Linked DNA regions of Sus scrofa: regions 1, 3 and 4 are each linked to region 2. Evidence: chromatin contacts called from public Hi-C, HiChIP or PLAC-seq and promoter capture Hi-C data. All regions are on one chromosome and are shown on one strand. Each heading gives the region's core, a stretch centred on a gene start, on an enhancer-like site or on the middle of the called end of the contact. The rest is flanking DNA. Distances are from core to core; before and after follow the strand shown. Region 1 has its middle 110 kb from the start of BANF2. Region 2 holds the start of RRBP1 (ribosome-binding protein 1). Region 3 has its middle 110 kb from the start of MGME1. Region 4 has its middle 82 kb from the start of MGME1.

Region 1 (2,835 bases), core at 217-2,716, 130 kb before region 2:
TGGAACTTAGACTCTGGGCTGGGAGATGGTATGTAGGAGGTCACAGGACCAGGTGGAGCAGTTGGGAACCAGGCTGGGGGCCAGACTAGGGGCCAGGCCGTGGCCTGGGTCCGCTCTCTCTACCCTGCCTCATGCTGGAGTCGATCTCCATGGAGCCTAAGAATTCTGAATTCAAACCTGGACTCCCAGGTCTTTTGGAAGAATACAGTCCAGGTAGGGGCATGGAACATATTTTACTAAACAGCTCGTTAGCTTGATTTATAACATTTAGGTATTTGGACACATGGTGTGTGGGCTTCCATGTACAAGGGCAGACCCACCTGCACAGCTGACTGTGGCTGAGACAGGGCTGGGCCCCAGGTCTGGCTGAAGCCACGACAGCCACATGGCGTCCCTCGGAGATTATTGTCCATAGAAGAGTGGAGGTGGGGATGGACGTGCTAAGAAAGATGCAAAATGTTCATGCTTTTAGGAGAGCTGCTAATAGCCTGACCCATCTCAAACTCATTCCCAGCTTGGACTAAATGCAAGTGGCTGCATAGCTGGGCAAACTGCAAGGCTGCTGGATATAGAGACTCCAGTTGCTCGAGAATCAGGTGGTGGGACCTTCTAGAAGGGGAAGGAAGTGGCTTCAGGGCCCCATCCCGACCCCCTTAACAAGAAACTAATGATGAAGCTGAGACTAGCGGACAGCCCAGCCCTGTCCTGGGCTCAGCCCTGGCCTCCTCCAACCCAGGAGCACCATCCCCCACTGCCCGCTGCCCACTGCAGCTTCAGCTCCACACTTAGGAGTCTTTTTGCCCTGTTGCCAGCAGACAAGGGGCCTAGACGTCGCAGGTTGGGGCACAGGCCAGAGGGGCGGGTCTGGCTGGGGTGTCAGGGAGGACCATGTCTCTTGGCCAAATTGAAAAAATTCAATTTGGTTATGATTTAAAGAAAGAATCAGGAGTTCCCGTTGTGGCTCAGCAGTTAACGAACCTGACTAGAAATCCATGAAGATGTGGGTTCGATCCTGGGACTCGCTCAGTGGGTTAAGCATCCAGCGTTGCTGTGAGCTGTGGTGAAGGTCACAGACACGGCTTGGATCCAGCATTGGCTGTGGTGTAGGCTGGCGGCTACAGGTCTGATTGGACCCCCTAGCCTGGGAACTTCCATATGCCATGTGCGCAGTCCTAAAAAGAGAAAAAAAAAAAAAAAAAAAAAGAAAAAGAAAAAAAATCAAAGGGTGATGGAAGCTCGGATGTAGGAAATCATTTTCAAAGTCAGCCTGAGGGGGTACGGTTTATGCATTTGGAGCCCCGACGTTTTCCAGCTTCCGGGGAGCCTCGCGGCTGTGCTGCTCATCCTCTCTCTGGACAGAGGCGGGCTCCAGATCGTGTTTTTCCGCTCTCAGTAGGAAATTCTGAGCCCATGAGGTAAACCGTGTGGGGCTGGGTTGCTGGGGCACTGGCCCGCCAGGGACGTTTGGGGAGGAGCCTCTTTCATTGCTGACGCAGCCGCCTCCTCCGCGGACAGAGGGCCATTCTTGAGAGGCTCTGAGTTGATGCTTCTTGATTTTCTGGTCACTGTGACATAGAGGCTGGGGCCCCTCCTAATTCAGTGGGGATGCCCAGGCCTGAATGAGCAGGGGAAAGCCCACCCCATCTTGGCTGAGCTGTAGAGACCCTAATGCTTCCCCCCAGGGGAGAGAGGAGACTCGGCTGGCTGGACGGTGGCTAGGCCAGCTGTTGGCAGCATCAAATAACAGCTGGAGTGGATCTCCTTCTTTCCGTTTCCCACCCTTGGAGAGAAGCCCCTATTGGACCCAAACCAGCAAAGGCAGGGCCAGTGGTCCAGGGAGGAGCCACTGGGGGGCAAGCCCTGTTCCCAGCGAAGAGCTGGGGTGTCCCAGCACACAGTGCTTGGCTTCTGTTTGGGTTGGATGGGGAGCCAGAGTCAGACTTTCACCCCGCTGTGACATAGGGGACTCTGAGGACCTGTCACTCCTTTTCCTCTGGGGTTACAGCGGGAGCCCACCCAGGGAACATGGCCTGGGAATTCCAGCCCTGGCCTCCCAAGGGCCTGGCGGGTTTCTCCCAGCTGGCTCTCCATGAGCCATCAAGTCAAGTGATTGGAGGAGGCTGAGATGTGGGTTTATGATACAGGAAATGCTGGCAGACACCCGCTCGCCATTGTTGGGGAGGCCAGCTTAGGTCTGAGAAGCACAGATGTAGGTCAGAGCTTTTTCTATAGTTCTTGTTACCTTCAAAAGCATCTTCCATTTCTCCCTTTATTTTTCGACCAATTATTTTTACGATGGGTGTATTAGTTTCCTGGGGCTGCAATAGCAAATTGCCGAAAAACCATACACACACACATAATTTTTATTATAGTAAAATATACATAACATAATGTTTACTATTTTCCTGGGTTTTTTATACTGATTTTTATTTTTTCCATTATGGCTGACTTACAATATTTTCCTGTTTTTAAGTGGCATTCGTACACTCACATTGCTGTGCAGCCATGAGAGATGGAACAGCAAGGCTCATTCTCAGGCCTGCGGCCTTGGGCATCATTCATGGGTGAAACCCAAAGCCCAGGACCAGTATGACCCAGTCACCTTGATCAGGACCACCACCCAGCTGCTCCCCCTGCAGGCCCCACCCTGTCCTGTCACCCTGTCATCCATCCATGTTCTCCTTTTCCCTCTAGACCAATGGTTTTCAAAGTCTGGCTCCTGGACCAGCCAGACTTGTTAGAAATGCAAATTCTCAGTCTTTACTCTGGATCCAGTGGGTCGGAGGCAGGACATAGGGCTCAGCCTCTGTGTGTTTTATTGGCTGTACCCATGTC
Region 2 (2,866 bases), core at 111-2,610:
CAACAAGAACTCCAAAACTGGGATTCTTGACTTTCATGTCAAGCTGGGGCTCACCACTGGAAAAAGACTGAATGTCAAAAGCTAACCCAGGTTAATTCCTATTGATTAATCATTAATGTGCTAGGGAACTGCTGAGATTAAAAATAGGAATGAATGGTTAATTTCAACTCAGCTGCTCTTTATTTCCTCATGATGACTTATTTCCACATCTTTCCAACAACTTGTTCAAAGGGGAAGGGGGTACGGGAAATTGTCTAAGAAACAGATATTAGGAAGAGGTTCTGCAGCCAGGGGGTTGGGGAGAAGTGGTATGGAGCAGATTAGCTGGCAGCCGCCCTTTGGCCTCTCAGAAAACCTTAATTTCAAAGAAACTGGTTTTGGCTCAATGTTCAGAGTTAGCTTTAAGAGACACTGAGAGAATGGTTAAAAAGCAGGCCTAAAATTATCTTAATTGAAAGTCTTATTTGGTTATGAAGAGTGTTGGCTTACTTGGGTGGAAGGGGGGGAGGAAGTCTTGTAACGAAGTACCATTTGCTCAGTTTTCTGGGAAGTGGGTGAGTTTATCTGGGTCAGGCCCTTTCACCCTCTCCATTGCAAAGAGTAAAACGCCCTAAATAGAATTGCAATTATTGTTCTGCCAGCTGTGGTTTGGACGAGTAACTCAGACTGTGCCTCAGTTGTACCCTCCCTAAAAATGGGTGCACTGACGTTCACCTCCATTCTTTGTGCACCATCTGGCCTTTCCGCCCCCGATTCCTCCATTTACTCAGGAAAATTCCTTCTGGTGCTGACTGAAATATCTTTGAAGATAGCGACGTGCCCTCTCGGGACTGACCGCCAGCAGAACTTGTCCTCACATCCAGGGCCCGGAGGGGGCGCTGCTGCGGGGGCAGTTAGCTGGTTTTAAATAAAGCATTTCTCGCGGCTGTTCCTGTGTTGCGCAACCCTGCTCAGGGTGACACCCACCGCCACCTCAGCCTGGAGGGGTTCAGGGGCGCAGGCGCAGCGCCGCCGGGATTCGAACCTTCCGGGTCCAGCTGGGTCAGAGCCGGCCCCCTGACAGTGACTGCAAGCAGGGCCGAGGGCCCGGAGTGGGCGGGGCCGGCCGGCGCCCCCTCCCCCTTTTGGCTGGGCGTTCCGGCCCCGCCCCGCCCCCGCGCCGGCCCGAGCGTCGCGCCGCTCGGCTCCGCCCCTCCATGGCCCCGCCCCCGCGACTCCCCGCAGCTCCTCCCCTCTCCCATTGGCCGAGGCGGAGACCCTCCTCTCCGCCCAATGGCCGCCGCAGCGTCTCGGCTTCCCGCGTTCTGACTGGCCAGCGACAGGCAGAGTGGCGGGGCGCGGACCAATGGGGAGAGGCGACTCGATGAATGGCTGGCCCGGGTGGGGAAGGCAGGAGGCGGCGATCCTGGCGGAGGGGGCCGTTCGCCAGCTCCGAGGCAGAAAGTGCCACGACTCCACACGCGCGCACGCAGCCAGCGAGCGGCCGGAGCGGACGGCAGACGGGGCGGGCGGCGTCGAGGTCGCGGCGCCTGCAGCTGCTCGGAAGCGGCTTTTCGGCGGAGGCTCAGCCGTCTCCTCTTTCCCGGTTTCGCGGCGGCGGCGGCGGCGGCGGCGGCTCCTGCCCTCTCGCTCTCCCTCCCGCGTCTCCCGCTGCAGGTAAGAAACTTGGCCCGGCCCTGCAGCAGTAGCTGCGGCTCGCGGGCTGGGCCGTCGGGGCGCCGAGGCTGGGGCCGGGGCCGGCCGCGCCGCGAGTGACACGTCTCCTTGGCGGCCCCTCCCCCGGCGGCGCCGCCCGCCGTCGCTATGGCCGTGGACCCTCGGGGTTGGGACAGGCCTGGGGGGGGGGGCGTGTGCTGAACCGAACCCCGTGCAGGGGCGTCGGCCGAACGCGTCCGCAGTGTGGACCCCACGCCCCTCGCCGTCGGCTGGACCTGCGGCGGCCCCGCTGCGCGACGTGGCCACCCCTCCTTCCCCGCCGGGCCGTCGGGCCGGCTGGCGCGCACCGAAGTTGGGTGAAGAAAGTTGGCGGCGGGGCGGGGCGGCCCACAGCTGGCGAAGGAAGGGGTTAAGTTTCGGGAAGCGGCCGGATGACGTTGCCGGGCTGGAGTCCGGGCTGGAGGGGGTGGGGGGGCGGGCGGAAGGCGGCGGAGGCCGGCCGGGGGGAGGGGGCGGGATTGAATGGGGGCCCCCGCCGGGTGAGAGCGCTTGGCTGCAGGCTGCGACCCGGGGGCGCGGCGGGGTCCGGGCGGCCCCGACGGGGCGGGCAGGGGACTTAGGGCTGCGGGGGACGCCGTGCGGGGACCGGGACGGTCCAGGTCCGGACGCCCGGCGGCCGCGGTGGCAACTTCCCGAAGTGCTGGAGGCGTCTCCCTGCTCCCCCTGGCGGTGGGGCCGGGGGCGCCTTTTCCCCGGCCGGGCTGCGCGAACCCAGGCGCGAGGGCTCCCGGCGCGGGGACTGGGGCACCCCGAGCCATTCCTGGCCCGCCCCTTCGCGCCACGATGAATGGACTTGCGGTGCCAGGCCCAGGCGGAAGCGGCATCTCCGGCCCGGCCGGCCAAGCACGCTGGCACCCGGCCTGGCGCCCGCCCAGGGCCGCCAGGCTCCCTGGCCGCGCCCTGGGCAGGGGAAGGCGGGATGGGGTCTGCGCTTCCAGTGAAGCATCTGGGAAGCCTTGGGGACCTCTCCCCAGATTATAGGTCGCAAATGGTAGCTCGCTGTGGTGTCAGGGTTAAAGGGAATGCGCCTCTGAAAGCCTAGCACCTTTGAGAGTGACCTCGGCCAAGCTCTTTCACTACAGTGTCCACTTCCACGTGTGAAAAACGGGACTGCCTATCTTTTCTATTTGAGAGAAAAGCTGTGACAACC
Region 3 (2,742 bases), core at 93-2,592, 150 kb before region 2:
GCCAGAGGTCACAAGCTCTGACCTGCGGGCCCAGCTCTCAGATGCATTTTGCTTAGGGCGCACTGTGCTGACCTGCCAGTGCCTTAAACATTTAAATCTCAGGCACTGCTTCTTTGACTGCCCACTTGTATCTCTCACAAGTGTCCTATAGTAATAAATCTATTCCTTGCCTATCAAAAAACAAAACAAAACAAACAAACCTCAGGTGATTTTTACCAGATCTCTAGGTCAGGTTTTGTTTTGTTTGTTTTTAGGGCTGCACCTGTGGCACATGGAAGTTCCCAGGCTAGGGGTAGAATCAGAGCTGCAGCTGCCAGCCTACACAACAGCCATAACCACGTGAGATCCCAGGCACATCTGCAGCCTACACCAGAGCTCAAGGCAATGCCAGATCCTTAACCTACTGAAGGAGGCCAGGGATCGAACCTGCATCCTCAGGGGTGCTAGTTGGATTCATTATGGCTGAACTACAGCAGGAACTCCTCTAGGTCAGATTTGCCATCAGAGACTCACCTTCCCCATGGCCATGACTGGTGGTGCCACAGAGCTTACCCATCCTGAGCAATTTTACCTGGTAGCCTGATGCCATAGTCCCCACTACTCCCTAGTGTGTCCCAAACATATGCGCTCTCATTTCTCTTAATAGGAGAATGAAGAGGAAAGATATCCTACTCACCTCTCAAGGCATGGCCTGAGGATGGGTCATGTGGATACAGGATGTGTCTGTATCTGAAGAATACAGTTCAAGATGCCATTAGGATGCCTCTATCGTGGTGCCTGCTGGGCCCATTGGGCATTTGGAGTTGCCCCTCCTGCTCTAAGCTTTGTGCCCCCACCAGACGCTTCCTTTTCCACCAAGATCCAGCTGCTTGGCTGCCCCTCCCCCAATCCCATTTTGTTCAGAGCAGCTGTTTTTCCCCTCCCAACTCTCCAAGTGCTGATTTCATTTCTTTCCCGACAGAAGTTTGGAGCCAGGAGGGAAATGGTTTGGCAGGAAGTCAACAAGCAATGGGAGGAAGAAGCCAGCGTGGAGAGAGCAAAGTCTCGGGCAGAGGTCTGGGATGAGGGATCTGACGGGAGCCTGGATCCGGCTCTGAAGACAGCCCCCCACCCCGCCCAGCCGGTGGCAGGAAGCCCCCCGGAGTCCAGGCAGGGCAGCAGTCTCTATGGAATTTGCTTGGTTTCCTCCGAGCTGCTCTCAACAACTTTAGCAGGGGGGTAGATCCCCAAGAGTTCCTTTTCCCAATAATTTTTCTCTCCAGTTTAGCCAGAGAGAGAGGTTTAGACAAGCTGCGGGAAGGAGGAGGGGGGCCCAGGGGCCCAGAGCACATGGGAGCACTTGTGACAGTGCTAGGGGGTGGGGCAGGAGGAAGAGACTTGAGGGATGGTGAGATTTCAGGATGACCAAAGACTAGAAAGCTGTGGTCTTTTGTAGGCAAAGGAGGCTCAGGACCAGTGGCCCCTGGGGAGGGTGGTCCAGGCAAGGGGAGCCCAGCCCCACTTGCCAGAGTCTCACATTGTCCCCCACAAACAGCCCAGCCCCCCTCTAATACTTCTCCCTGAGGTTGCCCTCCCCTTCCAACCCAGCTAAGCCAACATCTTTGACTGAGTTCTGGAAAAATTCCTTTCCCCTTAACTATGCCATAAAAGGGCTGAAAATTTCCAAAAGGAGCACTTAGCTGAGACACAGAGGGGGAAACCTGGGCGCAGAGAAATGGGCAAGGTTACAGAGTGCAGACTTCTGTGTCCAATTTGACCGCACGTCTGGGGGAAGGTTGGCTTGGTGGGCCGGGTGCAGGAGCTGCCTGTCCTCTGGAATTCTTTGACTCAGCCCAGCCTGGCGTGGAGGCCAGCAAAAGCAAGCCAATGTCTGGACAGAAATGTGGCTGGAGGGGCCTGCTTCCAGCCTGCTGGGGCATCCGTGTTTCTTAGAGGCTGTGGGCCCAGGCCCTTGTCTGGGAAGAGACTGTCCACACCCCCTCTCCACCCTGGGCTGAGCCAGCCCCCTCTCAGCAGCACCACCCTACCTCCCTGAGTCATGTCCAGGCCCTCCTTTCATGAGGAAGGCCCCAAGGTCCTTCTTCATCTTCTCTGGGACGTTCTGGCTCTTAGCTCGGGATGGCCCACCCCGCCTCTCTCCACACCCCCAATCTCCCTCTGCCTGAGCAGAGCTGCCAAAAGCACACTCACTGGGTTTCAGGCTGGCTTCACTCTGGATCTGCCATGTCCTCAAATGGGATGGCACAGACTCCCTGAGGCTCCCTGTTTCCACGCCTGCATCACCTTTGGGGTTCCCATGGAATTTGGTTTCTGATTGGTGGGACTGAACTCCTTCACGAAGAAGATATGGCTGATCTAGCCAAGTGTAAAGGCTTTAAAAAGATATTGCTTTTCAGAGTTCCTGTTGTGGCCCATCGGGTTAAGAACCTGACTAGTATCCATGAGGATGTGGGTTTGATCCCTGGCCTCGCTCAGTGGGTTAAGGATCCGGCGTTGCTGTGAGCTGTGGTGTAGGTCAGATGTGGCTCATATCCCTTGTTGTGGCATATGGAGGTTCCCAGACTAGGGGTCAAATGAGAGCTACAGCTGCCAGCCCACACCACAGACACAGCAACTCAGGATCCGAACCGCATCTGCGACCTACACCATAGCTCACAGCAACACTGGATCCTTAACCCACTGAGCGAGGCCGGGGATCAAACCCGTGTCTTCATGGATACTAGTCGGGTTCATTAACCACTG
Region 4 (2,700 bases), core at 107-2,606, 180 kb before region 2:
GAACTTGGGGTTGGCTCCTTTCCTGTTTCTTTAGCACTTTTTTTTTTCTTTTTATGGCTACACCTATGGCATATGGAAGTTCCTGGGTTGGAGATTGAACCCGTGCCTCTGCAGTGAGCTGCTGCGGTCTATTCTTAACCCTCTGGCTGCAGGGGAAACTTTTGTAGCATTCTTATAATCCTCTGTATTGCCTTCAGCCAGATGTTGCTTGGTGCCTCTGGATTCTGAGGGCTCCTTGATCTGTAGGAGGCTGTGGTTTACCCATTTTATCGGCTCAGTGCCTGGCACACAGATGGTGCTCAATAACTTCTCAATAAACAAACATTGATCATGGAATTTACGTGCCTTTGCGGTATCTAGAATACAGAGAGAGGCCCCTCCACCTCCTGCTCCATGGTGTCTGTTCTAGAGAAAAATCTCAATTCCAGTCCCTGGAAACGGCCTTCCTTTGGCCACGGTCAGTCTCCCTGGGAAGACTGGCCTCCATATTCTAATTACTCCTTTTCAGAGTTCCTGTCATGGCTCAGTGGAAACGAATCTGACCAGCATCAATGAGGATGCAGGTTTGATTCCTGGCCTTGCTCAGTGGGTCAAGGATCTAGCATTGCCATGAGCTGTGGTATAGGTTGCAGACATGGCTAGGATCTGGCGTTGCTGTGGCTGTGGTGTAGGCCAGCAGCTATAGCTCTGATTGGACCCCTAGCCTGGGAACCTCCATATGCTGCTGGTGCAGCCCTAAAAAATAAATAAATAAATAAACAAATAAATAAGACTAATTATTCCTTTTTATGCCTGTGGGAAACAAGCACTGATTTAAACCAGGCCTTTTATTTGTGTCATTTAAGTTTCACAATAACCCTGTCGAGTGGGTACTTGTTACACTCATTCCCGCTTTACAGATGGAAAGACGGGGGCCCAGAGAGATGAAGTAACTTTCCCAAAGTCACAAAGCCAACGAGCAGAGATTTGAACCCAGCCAGTCTGATGCTGGAGTGTATGCTCTTGACTGCCTGGGGACTATGACGGCTCTAAATGGATAAGGAAGAAAGCCTGGAGGGGTTGCCTGCCTGGTGAGGTGAGGGATCTTTGAGTGTGGATCCGCAGGGAAGAGGTGGCTGCAGGAGTAATTGGCGCCCGAGAGAGAGGCCTGGGGATGCCAAGGGAGAGAGGATGCCAAGGGAGAGAGGACCCCGGGGAGTGGTCAGCTGGGTGGGTGGGTGAGTGGGTGGGGCTGGGGGGGTGGGAACTGACACTTGGGGGCGGGGCTTGGTGAGCAGCCCCTCCCCTGGGCTCAGCCGGGGCTGGTGGGCAGCCGCTGGCGGGCGGGGCCGGGACCGGACCGGAAGGCTGGTTCTGCTACGTGGCTGCCTGTGGCAGGCTCTTCGGTCGCTGCCAACAAGCCTGGGGAGGGCAGGACCACGTCACCCTACGGGTTTGCTCCAGCTCGGACTATACTTTATTAAAAGAGGGATTTCAACATTGCCGGCTTCTGTGAGTGAGGCAGCGGGCACTCTCGGAGACACCAGCCACCCCCCAAGAGGGTGTCTCTACTGTGATGGATTTTTTTCTTCCTTCCTGACCCTTGAACGGCTGGCCCGGAAGATGGGCATCCCTTTGGTGAGCGGGAGTGCTCGGAGGGCCGGCCAGTTCAGCCTCTAGTGAGGACGTGTAGCTGGGAAGCTGGCTTCATGGGGAGGCTGGGCGGGGTGGGGGGAGGGAACTGGGTGTGTTTTGGTGACAATGGTATCTCCAGCACCTCTCACCGTGTACCTTGTAAATGCACACCAAATATTTAAACTGCATGACATAATGGTTCTGCAAACAGGTTCTGGAATCAGCCATGGGTTTGAACCCCAGTCCCACTACTTACCAGCTCAGTAAAGGACTTAACATCTTTAAGCATCAGCTTGCCATCTCTGAAATGGGGATAATACGTGTAAGCAGCTTCTGAAGGATGTTTTGAAGACTATATCTAATATTTATAGAGCGCTTAGTGTTACACATCATTTTTAGGGCTTTGCCTGTCTTTACGCACTGAATCCCCACAACTTTTTAAGTCTTTGTTCCCATTTTATGAGTGAGGAAAGTGACACAGAGAGGTTAAGTAAATTCCCTAAGGTCACACAGTGGGTAGGAGGCAGAGCCAGGTATCAAACTCAGGCAGTTGACTCAGAGCTGCCTCTGAAACTCACAGGGCTCAGCACAAGTGTCCGGCACATGATGAGTGTCCAGTGAAAGGGAGCCATTGGCATTTAATTAAGATACATGTGGGAGATGGATTGGAATGTCCTGGGTCTTTCTGAAAGAAGCGAGATGACGGCATCTTGTATCATTCATTGTTCACTCATTTGTTGAATCTTTATTCAGTGATGCTCCTGCAAACCTTGCCCAGATGCAGGGAGAGTGGTTGTTAAGGAAGAAATAACCTGTGGCTCATCATGCTCCTTGAAGCTGGTTTGGGGGCAAGGAGCAGAGAGCGGTTCAAGGGAATGCAAGGGAGAAGAGATTCCTCAGAGGGACCTGGACTGTGGCCTTAGGGGTCAGAGGCTGCCAGGCACTGGGCCTGCGGTCACTTCTCTGCCAGTTTGCTCCCGTTTCCCTGCAGACTGTGTCTTAGAGGCTCTGCTCCTGCAGATGCAGCAGGCAACAGACTCTGGGTTGTTATGGTAACAACCTGGGCCCCAAGTTTACATGTTCTTA

What was found. Promoter capture Hi-C pulls out the DNA fragments that hold promoters and counts their contacts. Hi-C and Micro-C count contacts between places; a contact is called where the count stands out from the background. HiChIP or PLAC-seq counts read pairs in DNA pulled down with a chosen protein or histone mark.
Region 1: a contact with region 2 is called in a Hi-C map of skeletal muscle, with 6 times the contacts expected there. The contact joins the enhancer-like site here to the promoter of RRBP1 in region 2. A contact is called at or near these places in 2 of 5 promoter capture datasets (both in liver), 4 of 47 Hi-C or Micro-C datasets (embryonic fibroblasts, heart right ventricle and skeletal muscle) and 1 of 2 datasets of contacts at active chromatin or transcription factors (skeletal muscle).
Region 3: an H3K27ac HiChIP or PLAC-seq map of skeletal muscle shows a contact between it and region 2. The contact joins the enhancer-like site here to the promoter of RRBP1 in region 2. A contact is called at or near these places in 3 of 5 promoter capture datasets (fetal liver, fetal skeletal muscle and liver), 10 of 47 Hi-C or Micro-C datasets (alveolar macrophages, fetal liver, heart right ventricle and 5 more) and 1 of 2 datasets of contacts at active chromatin or transcription factors (skeletal muscle).
Region 4: a promoter capture Hi-C map of liver shows a contact between it and region 2, with 17 times the contacts expected there. The contact joins the enhancer-like site here to the promoter of RRBP1 in region 2. A contact is called at or near these places in 2 of 5 promoter capture datasets (both in liver), 9 of 47 Hi-C or Micro-C datasets (embryonic fibroblasts, epiblast stem cells, fetal heart ventricle and 3 more) and 1 of 2 datasets of contacts at active chromatin or transcription factors (skeletal muscle).

The regions. Positions count from the first base shown.
Region 1 is chr17:26,250,247-26,253,081 of Sscrofa11.1, reverse strand. No RefSeq gene overlaps it. Among named protein-coding and RNA genes, the nearest start is that of BANF2, 110 kb to the right of the region's middle. Within about 2 kb of position 1,466, at least 21 of the 83 cell types and tissues checked have an H3K27ac peak or open chromatin away from gene starts, as enhancers often do. A contact at or near this core is called in embryonic fibroblasts and skeletal muscle, where this site is marked.
Region 2 is chr17:26,118,748-26,121,613 of Sscrofa11.1, reverse strand. It overlaps RRBP1 (ribosome-binding protein 1), which reads left to right and starts at 1,360. Exons shown (of 24, transcript XM_021078037.1): 1 at 1,360-1,656.
Region 3 is chr17:26,268,946-26,271,687 of Sscrofa11.1, reverse strand. No RefSeq gene overlaps it. Among named protein-coding and RNA genes, the nearest start is that of MGME1, 110 kb to the left of the region's middle. Within about 2 kb of position 1,342, at least 39 of the 83 cell types and tissues checked have an H3K27ac peak or open chromatin away from gene starts, as enhancers often do. A contact at or near this core is called in fetal liver, fetal skeletal muscle, liver and 4 more, where this site is marked.
Region 4 is chr17:26,298,072-26,300,771 of Sscrofa11.1, reverse strand. No RefSeq gene overlaps it. Among named protein-coding and RNA genes, the nearest start is that of MGME1, 82 kb to the left of the region's middle. Within about 2 kb of position 1,356, at least 39 of the 83 cell types and tissues checked have an H3K27ac peak or open chromatin away from gene starts, as enhancers often do. A contact at or near this core is called in fetal liver and liver, where this site is marked.